Regions from separate parts of the Sus scrofa genome. Here regions 1 and 3 are each linked to region 2. A link is a contact called in public targeted proximity ligation data. All regions are on one chromosome and are shown on one strand. The core of a region is the stretch at or near the end of the contact, and the rest is flanking DNA. Distances in the headings are between cores, read along the strand shown.

Region 1 (2,815 bases), core at 28-2,527, 280 kb before region 2:
AAAATTTTAATAAGATAAAGGAATAAGTTGAAACATCCAGAATGTTGTTTCTAGATTTTTGTTGTTGTTAGAATCTAGAATCTAAGGTCTTTCTTCCTTTGATTATGGATAACTGGAAACAAGATGCCCGATTTTACATAATGGTCTGATATTCAGGACAGAAATAAAAGCCCATCACCTTCAAATGCCTTCTGTAGCAGAAGCTGTCCATCTGTGACACTGTAGACAGTGCATTGACAGGAGTGAGGCTGGAGGGTGAAGAGTGGAAAAGGGGAGGTATTGAACTGGGGGAGAGGGAGGGAGGGTGGGGATAGGGTTATGATAGGATGGGGTGGAGGCTAGGAGTCTAAAAGCGGTAGAAACAGGGGTGTTTGCCATGGACGATCTGTCTCTCTAAGCGTCATTTACCAAGCGAGTTAGGTTAAAGAAACAGTCTTCGTGCTCAAGGAACTTGCCACTTAGTACTTTTAACCCCTTGTTCTAAATGTCGCCTGTGGACCAGCAGCACTGGCCATCATCTGGGAATTTCTTTTTCTTTTTCTTTTTTTTTTTTTTCCGTTTTTTAGGGCCGCATGTGGAGTTTGCCCAGCCAGGGGGTCTAATCAGAGCCCCACATCTACGCAGGATCCAAGCCGCATCTGCGACGTACATCGCAGCTTGCAGCAACGCTGGATCCTTAACCCACTGAGCAAGGCCAGGGATTGAACGCGCATCCTCATGGGTTCTTAACCCGCTGAGGCACAGTGGGAACTCGCATGCATTTTTAACAGTCCCCAAAAGATCTCTGGGCATATTAAAGTTTGAGAAACACTGCTCCTCAGGGAGATAAGCTCCTGAAAAAGCCCAGCGGCGGCTCTCAGCCACACCAACCAGAGCGCTAAGGAAAGGGGCGAGTCCGAAAAGGGGCGGGCCCCAGAGGTCTGAGGCGCAAAGTCCAAACCACCTGCTCCCCTCATCAGAGCCCCTTTCAGTACACATTCGGTTAGGATCTACCGGGCTACCTGGCCTTCTTTTCCGGGAGAAGACACCCTTTGGGCTCACGACACTCTGCCCGCTCCGCGCAGGCTCGGGAAGCTTGCTCTGGCTGCAGAGGCTACGGAACTGCGGAGTCAAAAGAACCGCCGTAAACTCCGCCACTGGGCCCCTCCTCATCGCCCGTAACCCCGCCTCCACCTGGCTCTCTGGGGGCGGAGGCCAGGCACGTCCCGGCCCCGCCTCTTCCGAATCAGCCGGAAGTGACGTCATGCCCGTCCGGCTGGTCTTTCGGTCTTCTTCCCTCTCCCTGGCTCTTCCTCCCCAGACCCTCCCCACCCCTCCCCCTTCCCTCCTCCAGTTCCAGTCTTTGAGGCCGCGGGAGTGTGAGAGGCTATGGAGTAAGCCGGCGGCTGCGGCCCGGCGCCAAGGCTGAGCAGGAGCAGCCAGGAGGCGTTTGGAGGGGCGGGGGAAACAAGCCCCAGCACCGCCCCTCCAGGGGGGTAGAAGGGAAAGAGGTGAGTGACCGCCCAGGGGCACAGAGCGACCTCCTTCACTGGCCGCGCTCCCACCTGGGTTTCCCCAGACAGCGAGGAGGGAATGAGGAAGGACCCGCACCCTGGGAAGGCCTCTCAAGGTCCCCGGGGCTGGCAACTGTTGCCTGGTGACGGGCCTGCTGGGTGCAGGCGGGGCCGGTGGGGCGGTGGGTGCCCGCGCGAAGCCGGGCTGCGGGAGTGACGAGCTCCGGGGAGCGAATCCGGGAGGCCCAGGTCTCCCGAAGAGGCCTGGCAGCTAGTGGAGACCCTGGGCTGGAGCCCCCTGCTGGAGGAAGAGCCCCCAGCTCAGGCTGGAGAGCTCGGGTTTCCGTGATGGAGATCTTGGTTCCCTTTTGGGAAATTGGACACTACTCCCGGACTGGGTGAGACAGCTACCCTCAGTTCTGAGGTCCACCTCTGAGAACCTGGGTCATCAACTTCGGCCCTACCGTCCTGAGTCCTTCTGTGACAGTCGCTTTAGTTCTGGAATGGAAGGTTATTGTTTGTGAGGTGGGTGGGGCAGAGGTTTTGTTAAAAACCCACTCCGTGTCTCCTGCACTCTTTTTTTTATGAGCGGGAGAGAAAGAATGGAGAAAGGGTGAGACCGATGAAGCTTTCAAAAACTTGGGATTCGACTGAATATATATTTATGATCAGAAATTAAGGAAACCAATGTTGTCAACTCCTGTAACAGTCTTCTTGAGACTCCAGACTCAAGGGACTTAAAGCACTATGTCAGTAGTGACTTAAAATTTTAAGTTGCAAACTAGTTTTTTTGTAGATCAAAGTCAAGAATCATCCTCTGACTTTTTTATTTATTTTACGCATTGGATTCTATGAGTAAAAAGTTTTCTAAGTAGCATTTGCAAGTCTCTACACTCCGAAAAATTGGTATAGATTAAGGTAAATCTTCAAACCCGTCTGTCACTGTAAAACCTGGTCGTGTTCTGGTAGTGGCTTGAAAGTCAGGTGGTTGAAGCTTCTGCTTTTGGACTTTGCATGTCTTTCTTTTCTTTCTTTTTTTGTTTAGCTTCTGTAGTAAAAGAAACTTTTGGAGGACTGTGTAAAGGAAAGGAACCTAAAGGAAAGTAAGGACCTTCAGTCTGTTGAAATCCACTTTACACACTTACAGAAATTTATTCTTTTGTCTCTAAGATCCGTCAACATCCAATAAAATAAATACAAGCACATTGTACTTCCATACACTGTAATATTTCTATAGGAATCAACCCTGTAATTGAGAATACCTGTTCATACTCAACATGTTTGAAATTCATGACTTATCTTCCAAAAAAATGGGTCCTCTT
Region 2 (2,836 bases), core at 162-2,661:
CAGGTTCAATTACTACTTAAATGTCAACTATTTGAGGACCATCTTCGCTGACCTAACCAAGTCCTGCTGTGAAAGTAGGACTCCCGTGCTTAGGATGGCGTCTGGTGCAGAGAAAGTCCTTAACAGTATTTGTTGAATTGACTTCTCAAATCTGTATCTCTGGCACAAACTCAAGGTGAACACGAGACCAAAATGCCTAATTCTTCCTCCACAGTTCTTTTCCCTGTGTTCCAAGTCCAGATAAATCAGCCACTTAGATATTTCCAGACATGTCTTTCTCACCATCACTTCTGAGCTATTTATGTAACTGCCAGCACCTTCCCCCCCACCCCCACCCCCCCACCCCCGCCCCCCGCAGATGGAGTTCCCGGGGCCAGGGATCAGATCTGAATTGTACTTGTAGCAATGCCAGATCCTTAACCCATTGTGCCAGGCGGGGGATTGAACCTGCATCCCAGGGCTCCAGAGACACTGCCAATCCCTTTGCACCACAGTGGAAACTCCCTATCAGCTTTTAATTTTTAGGATTGCTGCCAGTCTTACTTCTTTCGCAAAAATGATTTTTTCCCCCTAAAACATAATTACAATTGCTTGCAAGAATCTAAATTCCTTAGTACCTACCAGAGTTTTCATCTGTGGTTACTCCTCCAAGCCTGATCTACCTCAGAATCCCCAAACTCTAGTCGCTCAAAACTGCTATTCCCAGACCATTCCAGGTGCTCTCACATCCCTGGAACCTTGCTGTTCTCTCTGCCTAGAAAGCATCCTTTGCTCCTAAATAACCTCTCTTGCAGATTCTATTTCTCCTTCAACATTCAAGTCCTTTCAAACCTCTGACCATCACCCTCGGAGACTGGTAGCTGCTCTCACCGACTTCCACTGAGCCTTTACCATGCTGCTGAGCACTTCGGAGGCAAGGATTGTCTTGCACACTTTTAGTCTCTTCAGCGAGCAACAGTGTAGCTCCTGCCTGTTTTTGGTGAGTGAATGAAAGAATAAATGCTAGAGAGATCATTCCAGGTCAATTCCACTCTTTACAGATGGGAAACTGGGACCCAAAGAGGTAACATGATTTCCCAAAATAAAACTGAAAAAAGAGGAACGGCCTGGGCTCCCAAGCTTTGGGCACTGATTTTGCCCGGGTATTAACAAGCCACATTTAGGTATCACAGACCTATCTTTTGTTACATTCAAGCCCAGTATCCACGTCACCTCAACCCTCGGAGTTAGTAAACCTCTCTCATTCTGCAGAGGGTAATCCTCTGCCCCCCCTCCCCCCTCCCGCCTCCCCCCTCCTGTCTTCCCCCTCCCCTACACCCTGCTCTGGTGTTTCCTGAAGGAAGAGCCAACATCCTCTTTTTGCTTTCAGCCGCAGCTGTAGCCTGGAACTACAGGATTTCTCTCCATCCCTCTCCCCATTCCTGCAGGGTGACAGTTGTATCTGGGAACCCTGGTGCCTTCAGCACAGCCAGAGAGGTGGATTTAGGATTGGGAGGGGCTCTTAACATATCAGGGTAAAACTCAGGGCGCAGCGCAACACTTCAGGATGCTTAGAGGCGAGGTTGATTCACCTCTCCTGCCAATCGGGACAAATAAGGTTTGTTGCTCTCCCTGAGAGGGCCAGATAAGGGGACGTGCTCCATGACCAAGACAAATTCTTTAAAAAGAGGGGCTTGGTCTCTGCAGCTGTTAGACGGCTGCAGAGGGCGGGTTGCCTGTTGACTGAGGCACACCAGTCCAGTGCGGGCGGCCTGGGGGCGGGGCCTCAAACCACGCCCCCTACCCGCCTTCTGATTGGTTCCTTCGAAACTGGCGGCGGTGAACCCGGAGACCCGGGAGGCTGCGGCGGCCGCGGCGGTTGGTCAGGGGCGTGCCTGCGAGGCACAGATTGAGCGAGATGTCCCGTAGAGAGAAGTGAGCTTCTTGCGCCTGGGTGGGTGAGTACTTCCCTGTTTGCCTTCTTTTTACCTCGCGAACTTTTACTCGTCTTCTCGGGGCTTGCGCTCGAGGAGCCCCCTGCGGTCGCGGAGTCAAAGTGGTGGTTTGGTTGGGGCCCAGAGCAGAGGGATCCAAGACGCTCTGTGATTGGCCCGCTGCTGGAGTCGCGTGCTCTGATTGGTCCCTGAGGCCGTCAAGGTGAGGTTATGCCTGCCTTCCCCTGCCCCCCCAGGTCTGTGCAAAGGGCAACAGGTGTGCCGGGAGGGGGACGGCAGGTATGGATGTGCTAAACTGCGGAAGAGCTTTAGAATCCGAGGAGGGATCAGAGCCTGAAGCTAGTTTAGGCTCTCCAGGGGCACCTTCATTTCCAAGTGCCTTGCACTTATAGGGTCACTTAATTCCTCAGCGTCACTCTGTGGAAGAATTGATGAAGTCACTGACGTGGGAAGGAGGATGACAGATAGTCATTTTGCCCTCAGGCGGAGTTTACAGTTTCTTCCCTATTTGTGCCTTCCAGTCCTTGCAAGGCCCAGATCGCCCAGATGGACGGAACAAGTGTATATAACTGGAGGCTCAGCGTGGGGCTTTTCCCACCCACACCCAACGGTTGGGGGTGGGGTGGAGGGAGGCTTACAGATTGCCTTGGTAATCCGAGGAAAATTTGGAGACTGCTTGCCCATGCAGTTAGTCACTCCTGGTTCCTAACTGATCTTTTCCAGCAAGGAGACTGAGCCTTATGGATTCAGAGTGCTTCGTGGTACACCTGGTGGAGAAGCTGATTAGTCATTATAAAATGAAAAGATTTTTATTTATTTATTTGTTTGGTAGACCCCGTCTGGGTCAGAGTTTGGGTGTTTCTTCGTTTGCGTGCAGAGTGCTAATAGCTACTCTCTCAGAA
Region 3 (2,748 bases), core at 168-2,667, 330 kb before region 2:
GGAAATCCTATAAAACTGGATTGTGATGATCATTGTGCAACTATAAATGTAATAAATTCATTGAGTAATAAAAAAAAAGAATTGTTTTTACCTCGAAAGTGTATCATCACCCAAATGTTTTCCTAAAATCAGTTAAAAGTAATCATTAACAGACAAATAACAGAGAAAAGGGTTATAACCAACCACTTTGAATTCACTGTTAACAACTTGGAAACAAGATCCCACAGTGAGCCTGTGTCTGAAGACAAATATGGAGAAACCAGGAGCAGTAACAAACTGCCAGCATTACTGAGTCATGATTCTGACTAAAACGGCCTTATGAAACGGAAAGAATGACAAGTCTTGGGTTTATTACCACAGATGTTGACTCCCTGAATTTATGGGTTTCAGATAAAAATAAAGCAAAAAGCTGCTTTGCACGACGAATGATGTGGGGTTAAAACGACTCCAGAAAGAACCTGCCAGAGCGGCTAACTCTGGTTATTTACTTAAAACAAATCCTAACTGTTCAAATAGGCACACCCTCTAATGCAAGACTGGGAACGGCGAGATAGGGTGAATGCAGAACAATAACAAGGTTAACATTTCACTGAGCGGAGCCAAGCCTCAACCGTCAGAGTCCACACGGCGCCAGACGCCCTGGGTTAACGGAACCGCTCAGCTCCGAATGGAGGCGGACACGGGGTACCTGACCCTCTGCAGCCTCCGCGCAGGACCGCCCAGGAGGGGTCCTCCAGACGCCCCCAGGCGCCGCGCGGGGTATAATTGCAGCCTGCAGCCTGCTGCGCCGCCCGACACGCTCCTCCGCGAGCCGGCCGGGGGAGAGAACCAGTCCAAGGGCGAACCGGTCCAGAGGCCGACTCGTGAGGCCAGCCCTGGGCGCAGCAGCCGACGGGAGATCCCGGGCGGCGACCTCTGCCCCGACTGGACCGGGGAGCCCAAGGGTCGCCTCCCGCCCGACTGCCAGGTCCCCCCGCCCCCGAAGCCGCAGGTTGCCTCGGATACGGACGAGGGCGGAGGCGGACTGGCGCCCACGCCCGATGCTCGACTGACCTGGAGAGGTGCTTCAGGATCTGTTTCTTGATGAGCCCAGCCATGGTGCCGAGGCGGGAGGCTCCACACTCTCTCCCTGCTCCTCACTGCCTCCGCTCTTCGTGGCCGTCTCCTCTTTGCCCGGGTTAACCCGGCCGGAGGAGAGGTGCCTGAGCACTCACGCCTGGGACAGACCCGAGGCCCCGGCCGAGGCCACAGCCGCCACCGCTGCCGCCAAGGACCGGGAGCATCGCGCTCAGGCAGCCGCGGCCGCTGCCAGCGCCATCTTGGCTGCAGCATCACCTAAGAGACCTGGGGGAGGGCAGGGGCGGCGCGGGCTCGGGGCGTGGCTGCGTCGGCTCGGGGCGGGGAGGGGCGGAGCAACGCGGACTCCGGGCGGGCCCTGGAGGTTTACTGCCCCGCCTCCCCGTCTGGGACTCAGGCTGGACTAGTCATCCTGCCCCTAAGCTTTTGCATCCTCCTCCTCCCAATTCCAAGACTTTCTTGGGTTTTAGACCACCCTCACCATTCTCGTCTCCATCACTGAGTCCTTCATCCACATCTTACGTCTCTTTTTCATTTCTTCACAATTTGCCCCACAAACTGCTCTACACGCTTAGCTTTTTTTTTTCCCCACCCGCTCTGCTTTCTCCCGGCTAAATGCTACCAAGTGATATTTTCTCTAGAAATTCTATGGGAAATGAAAACTGATAACATGTCTTTAAATACAGCCCAGGACCTGGGAATTAGAAAGCCTAAATTCAAGTCCTAGCTCGAGTATTTTCTAGCTGTGTTAGCCTGGAGAAAATAATTCACTTACTCGTAGCTCAGTTTAATCATCTATACAATAGGTTAGTAATATCAGCCTTACCCAACTCACCAGGTTGTAGTATCTAAAGAAATGAGGATGTAAAATTTCACTTGAAAATTTCTATGTAAAGGAAGGAAATTGTTGAAATAGCAGGGAAAACTATTACAGCTCTGCACCTTTACCACACCAAGCCCCAAACCAACATTTTGGAGAGATGAAAATGACCACCCAGTGATGTTTAAAAGAGGGGGGAAAATTATACTACCTCTGAGGGAGGTTATCAGAAAAATGTGTGGGTGGGTGTGTAGGGATAATTTACACATGATCTAACAACCATGAAGAGGGGATAATTTACACATGGTCCAACAACTGAGCGCTTTTCAAGTAAAGTGAAGAAGATATATGTGGGTTGACTGTTTACTCACTTAACATTTATCATGCACTGTAAGTGAGGCACTATTCAAATAACTAAGGTAGTCTAAACAAAAACAAACAAACAAAAAAACTGTTCCTGCTCTCAGAGGATTAACAGCCTCTGCTGGAAAATAAATTTCTTTTTTTTTTTTTTATTGTCTTTTGTTGTTGTTGTTTGGTGTTGTTGCTATCTTTTGGGCCGCTTCCGCGGCATATGGAGGTTCCCAGGCTAGGGGTTGAATCGGAGCTGTAGCCACTGCCTACGCCAGAGCGACAGCAACGCGGGATCCGAGCCGCGTCTGCGATCTACACCACAGCTCACGGCAACGCCGTTAACCCACTGAGCAAGGGCAGGGACCGAACCCGCGACCTCATGGTTCCTGGTCGGATTCGTTAACCACTGCGCCACGACGGGAACTCCTGGAAAATAAATTTCTAAAGCTAAGACCTTGAACTCTTGTCACTGGACTCTGGTTCAGAGGCTGACCCAG

What was found.
Region 1: a contact with region 2 is called in a targeted proximity ligation map of alveolar macrophages. A contact is called at or near these places in 1 of 47 Hi-C or Micro-C datasets (heart right ventricle) and 1 of 2 datasets of targeted methods (alveolar macrophages).
Region 3: a contact with region 2 is called in a targeted proximity ligation map of alveolar macrophages. A contact is called at or near these places in 1 of 5 promoter capture datasets (liver), 1 of 47 Hi-C or Micro-C datasets (liver) and 1 of 2 datasets of targeted methods (alveolar macrophages).

The regions. Positions count from the first base shown.
Region 1 is chr5:83,877,180-83,879,994 of Sscrofa11.1, reverse strand. It overlaps DEPDC4 (DEP domain-containing protein 4), which reads right to left and starts at 1,277. Exons shown (of 12, transcript XM_013998040.2): 1 at 1,002-1,277. The coding sequence starts at 1,245. It overlaps SCYL2 (SCY1-like protein 2), which reads left to right and starts at 1,229. Exons shown (of 18, transcript XM_021092722.1): 1 at 1,229-1,490.
Region 2 is chr5:83,599,300-83,602,135 of Sscrofa11.1, reverse strand. GAS2L3 (GAS2-like protein 3) reads left to right here and starts at 1,411. Exons shown (of 9, transcript XM_021092704.1): 1 at 1,411-1,937.
Region 3 is chr5:83,934,297-83,937,044 of Sscrofa11.1, reverse strand. UHRF1BP1L (UHRF1-binding protein 1-like) reads right to left here and starts at 1,417. Exons shown (of 21, transcript XM_003126693.5): 1 at 1,054-1,417. The coding sequence starts at 1,097.